2 separate regions of the Triticum aestivum genome follow, and region 2 is linked to region 1. A link is a contact called in public Hi-C data. All regions are on one chromosome and are shown on one strand. Each heading gives the region's core, a stretch centred on a gene start, on an enhancer-like site or on the middle of the called end of the contact. The rest is flanking DNA. Distances are from core to core; before and after follow the strand shown.

What was found. A called contact is a pair of places that touch in the nucleus more often than the background predicts.
Region 2: a Hi-C map of leaf shows a contact between it and region 1, with 4 times the contacts expected there. The contact joins the enhancer-like site here to the promoter of LOC123062765 in region 1. A contact is called at or near these places in 3 of 5 Hi-C or Micro-C datasets (all in leaf) and 1 of 1 datasets of contacts at active chromatin or transcription factors (leaf).

What each region holds. Positions count from the first base shown.
Region 1 is chr3A:634,194,112-634,196,811 of IWGSC CS RefSeq v2.1, reverse strand. It overlaps LOC123062765 (myb-related protein 308), which reads right to left and starts at 1,433. Exons shown (of 2, transcript XM_044486416.1): 1 at 922-1,433; 2 at 1-809. The coding sequence starts at 1,418. The coding sequence ends at 269.
Region 2 is chr3A:634,395,043-634,397,823 of IWGSC CS RefSeq v2.1, reverse strand. No RefSeq gene overlaps it. Among protein-coding and RNA genes, the nearest start is that of LOC123062766, 110 kb to the left of the region's middle. Within about 2 kb of position 1,258, at least 4 of the 8 cell types and tissues checked have an H3K27ac peak or open chromatin away from gene starts, as enhancers often do. A contact at or near this core is called in leaf, where this site is marked.

The DNA.
Region 1 (2,700 bases), core at 184-2,683:
TGATGACAAGTATTTCCGGACGGAGGGAGTAGGTACTATCAACTTTTGCCACCCTAGATCCTTTTGTACATTTTTTGCCGCTGCATGAAATTCAAAATTCTATACTAGTAGGAGTATACGGCAAGAAGAAATGAATCATATTTGGGATGAAGCGAAACATCAGAAATAATAACCCACATCAGCTATCTCAATTAGAAACCCTTTTTTTTTTCTCCCTCTCCTCCTTCGTTTTGTGCTTTGTACAGAGTTTTGCCGGGCGCCTAGCGTGCTATATGTATTGACCCTCCTCCAGGGGCCGGAGAAACCGGAACACGCGCGGGCCCGCCGGCGACGCCGTCTTGCAGGTGCATGCCTCCCCGTCGCGGACGCCGAGGTGGTAGCACAGGCAGATGCCCTGCTGCTGGTGCGACGTGGGCGTGGACTTGGCGGGCGGCGCGGTCTTGGGCGGCGAGCTCGGCAGGCTCATCGACAGGTCGAGGTCCAGGTCGAGGTTCAGGTCGGGGCACCGCGGCGCGTCGCTGCTTCCGCCGCTGCTGCTGTGCCCGTCGTCCGACGGGGACGGCCTCGCGAAGCTCACGGTGCTGCTCTGGAAGGCGAAAGGCGCGCTGGCGAGCCTGGACGCCGGCGCCGGGGAGGAAGGGAAGACGGGGGCGGTGGTGGACGCGGTGAGCCCGCTGGCGGCGCTGATGGGGCGGTGCGTGTGCGGGTCCATGCCGCGGTTGAGGAGCTTGCGCTTGATGTGCGTGTTCCAGTAGTTCTTGATCTCGTTGTCCGTCCGGCCCGGCAGCTGCCCCGCTATCAACGACCACCTGCACGACGGCGACCGCTGCTTTAGTCAATAACTGCTTCCTTCCTCCAAGACACCAGGGAAAGAAGAGGCGGAGGAGGCGATGCGCATTGAAATCGCGATCGGTTGCTTACTTGTTGCCGAGGAGGGCGTGGAGCTTGATGATGAGCTCGTCGTCGTCGTCGGTGAAGTTGCCGCGCTTGAGGTCGGGGCGGAGGTAGTTCATCCAGCGGAGGCGGCAGCTCTTGCCGCAGCGCAGCAGGCCCGCGGCCTTGGGCAGCGAGCGCCAGCAGCCCTCGCCGTGCGCCTTGATGTAGCCGATCAGGCGCTGGTCCTCCTCCTTGGTCCACGCGCCCTTGTTGGTGTGCGCCTTCTCGCAGCACGGCGACCTCCCCATGCCGGCGCCGGCGCTAGCTATGGCTACTCTGCTTCCCTTCCTCGTGCTCGACGGCGGCGGCTCGGAGCTTGAGCTCGCTCGCTCGCGGCTGTATGCAGCAGGCAGGGGAGGTGGAGGAGCGGGGTGGGCGCGCCGTGGAGGGCGGGGCGCGCGTATATATGGGGGGCGTGACGGCGAGAGCAGAGCTTTTGGGTGGTTCTTTTGCGGGGTGTTGGTGGTGGTTTCTCGCTCCATTGACCCGATCCCTTGGGGGGATTTGACCGCCTGCGCGGGCGCGAGGGGCTTGGCGTGCGTCGGGGCTGGGTTGGGTTGGGTTGGGTTTGGGTGGGCGTCGCAGGATGCTTGTGAGTGAGAGGGTAAAGATGTGGGCGCGGCGCAGCTAACGTGTTTGATTCCTTGTTGTGTACTTGCTGGAGTGGAGTAGCTTTGGTCCTTTGGTGGTTGCAAAACGGATCTGCCTCCCCCTCCCCTCTCAAAGGGAGTGAGTGCTGCTCCACCAAGTTGTTTTTTCATAGACTTGTTTTCTCCAGGAGCGCAGCGTAGACAAAACACATGTACACTAAAAAACTTGGGTCGTCGAGCATCTAACCTAAATTCGATCGTCAGTTGGCTTGGTACAGCCACCTCCACTAGCCGTCCGGCTGATATCGGTTTCTTCTCTTTGCATGCAAGAAATTACTCCCTCTATCCCAGAATATAAAAACGTTTTGTTCTTATATTTTGGGACGGAGGGAGTAAGTAATAGTCGACTGACACTTCGTTAAGTCCGATGATATATCTATCAGATGTACAATGGGATCCGTGCAAACTTTTCTTTTCGGTTTTTTCTTGTTCTCTCTTTGCATGTTACATTACTTGACTAAGACTTGGTTAAATCTCAGTCGACTGAGACCTAGCCACACTCATTAAGTAAGCCAAGACTTGTTTCAAGCATAGGTCCCTTGCACAAATATTGCACAAAAAGATTGTAAATCTATTTTCAAGGGTTATACTAGTAGAAGACTTGTAGCGAGTCATGTACTAACATGTGTCGGTATTGGAGCACCCTTCTTCTTTCCACTCCTAGCATGGCAAGCGTTCGTGCGTTCGTTAGCTCAACCGTAACTCACAGCGTCGCGCGCCTAATTTTAAAAAGAGATGGTCGCAACGAAAACGGAATCATGGTGTAGGAACACGTTCCAAAACTTGGTGGAGCAACCGCCACCGATTGCCTAGCTAACCACTAGCCGCAAACCAGCAAAACACCTCCTAGCTGTGCGCCCGTGTCCCTAGCGCCTGTCATGCGTGCGTGACTAACCCCATTTTTCTATATGATCCCATCACCCCCCTCTTGGCGCCAAGGCAATAATTTAAGCCTTGATTAGGTAGTTCGTGTCCAGCCAGCACTCGGCCAGGTTGGTACGCAGCCCCGGTGAGCTCACTCCGCTTAAAAAAATCCGGCGATCCCCCGGGGGTCAAAACTGACGCGCCGCCGGCCGGCCGGGCTGCCGCTTCCGTTGGGCACCGCTCGGCCGAT
Region 2 (2,781 bases), core at 9-2,508, 200 kb before region 1:
CGAGGGGAGGAGAGCACGACGGAGACCCCAGCGCTGGCCGACCGGCCGCATCACCGACGGCGAGAAGAGATCCCGCCGCGCTCGTCCTCGAATGAGTCACCAGGGAGGACTCGCGAGCCCGAGCGCCTCGGCACGCCGGAGCGGCTGCTCGACGGTGGGCTCACCAGCGGGACGCCGAGTGGCAAGGGAGCCGCGTCCCGTGGAGGACGGCATGCACGGGTATCCCGGCAGCAAGAAGGCGAGCGCGTGGCTGGCGGCGAGGATTTCCTCCTCGCCGGCCTCATCCCAGGGGGCGGACTCGAGGTAGTCGGCGCAGGCGGCGGCGGTGCGGGCGCAGCCGAGGTGCGCGGCGGCCTCGAGCAGGGCGAGCGCGCCGCTGAATCCGAAGCGGGAGACGGGGTCGGCGCCCTCAAGCAGGATCTGGCACGTCGGCCAGGCGTCGGAGAGGCGGTCGGCGAAGTAGCCGCTCCCGGCGGCGAGCACGCCGGAGTGGCAGTAGAGCCATTCGTCCCGGCCCGAGTCCGGCATCCGCAGTCGCACCACCACGTCGCTCGTCGCCCTGTCGCCGATCTTGGGCCGCGAGCAGAGGCCGCGGCGGCGCGACCAGAGGCCGCGGCGGCGCGAGCAGGGGCAGCTCCGGCGCGAGCGGGGGCGGCGGTGATGCGAGAGGAGCTCGGGCTCGAGGGGATCCTCCCCTCGATCCAGACCGGGCGCCGCCGTGCGGGGGTTTTCTGCAAAAAAAATGCCACGTCGGCAGCTGACAGGCGGGCCCCGCCGGTCAGATACACTGTCAATACGCGTTTATACGCGATTTAGACCTTTTTGTAACGTATGGCCCCAGATTTGGTACTGACATGTAAAAATTATCAAGCTTGGTACCAATCTGCTTCCAATGCCCCAGTTGTGGTACTTCTGTGCAATTTACTCAACCAGCAACAACCACATCCGTCTCATTGTCCCACGTTGTTCTCTTCTGCATCTTGAACCTCCCCGTCCAAAAGGAAGCTATCCAGATCAGACCACAGAGTGGGCGAGGGCCCCTACACACACTAGGGGAGTACTAGTACTAGTTGCTCAGCTGATTGAATGGTTTGTGGGGATCAGCAGGGCCACGACGCCCGGAGGAACCACTTTGGGTCCGCATCTACCACTCCAAGTGTGGATCGCAATCACATCGCTGTTCCGTAGTATAGATCGCGCCGGGACTGGTCGCTTTTGCCAAAACACGCGGTTACGTGACACGGGTTTCATCCCCGCGTAAACGATGAGACAAGACCCCTATGGTGATAACTGATACTAAGTGCTTCCACAAGCCTGGGAGAGATTCCCGTTCACTCGTGCAAATCGCGGCCAATCAGCGGCAGGGTTCCGACGGGGGACGTGGCCAGCTTCGATCCGGTAAATGACCTCCACGAATCATCGTCCATCCGGCGGACGTACCCAGACAGCAACATAAAGCTTTGTGAAACCTCGCCGGTGATCCCTCGCTCATGGTTATCTCCTCGCGCATGTGTCACGCTTGGCATCGCCGCCTCCCTAGCCGGCCGGCCGGTCCAACTCGCGCGCGCCATGTCACGGCACGGCTCCCCGCCGGCGTGTCCACACGGTCCACGGCTGCCTCGGCGCGCGTCGAGCTACCGGCTACTACGACGGATGCAGAGGCTTGCAAGCTTTGCATGCGTTGGTGGGAGTGATCCGTTCCCGCCGTGCAAGCAACCGGCGGAAGTTCCCAAAAACGGGTGGATTGCGAGCGTGCCAATGCCAATAATACATCGGGTGAAGACGTACTGTGGCGTGGTATACGGGCACAGGGATCCGGGCCCGTCTGTGGAAATAGTGCCAGTATTGTAACGGTACCGATCATCAGTCGCTCTCGGGAGTACTATCTTGCTACGGAGCGTAGCACGGCGGAAAATAGCGCCTGCGAAAACAACGGTTGCCGCCTTGGTTCAGCTACCGGTGATAAGCGGTGTACCATGCATGTGCTGTAGAGTACGTAGGAGATACGGAACCCACAGAGAAAAATGCACTGACCTGACATGGAAATCCTGCCTGCTACAGCTACAGCTACAGAGCCGTCGTTACAGGACGAGCAAGGGCTTACCGGTTCTGTGCTACAGCGCTACTAATCGTTTCTGTGCGAATTAGAGGGCCACGTGTACACTTAGTCGACTCGGTTATTGAAAGACCAATATATAGTCAGCAGCCAATCATGGTGCAAATGCTCCATTCCCCCCATATTATTAGCTAATCAGAGAGAGAAGCACGTCCACACTGCCCTGGCAAATAATTGGTGGTCGATCGGGTGTGCGTACGTACGTGTTTGCATGCAGCAAGCAAAGGCGAAATGACCAAGAACATGGGACGCCTGGTTGGTGAGGCCGGGAGACTAAAACGTCCGACGTGTCGGCACGAACCCATGACTCATGATACGTGCTCTGACCTTGATCTTGTTTTTGGAGCGATCAGAGCGAGTGGCGTCCGGCTTCAAATTTTCTCGTTTCAAACATGATCGCACATGAAGCAAACGTTGACCTTACCTTATTATACTCCAACGATTGAATAGCAGGAGTAGTACGTATGAGGATGCCGACTCCTTCACCAACCATCGCTGCCTCAGGTGCCACACACTGGAAACCTCACACGCCATACTTCAGTAATAATAGTAATCAACATGATTTATCTTCCAAATCATAAGCACTAAGACCCTAAAAAAATCCAAAAGCACTAAGCAGAAATGTGGTACTACGTGGTGCATGCAAAAATGTGGAAAGCGTACAA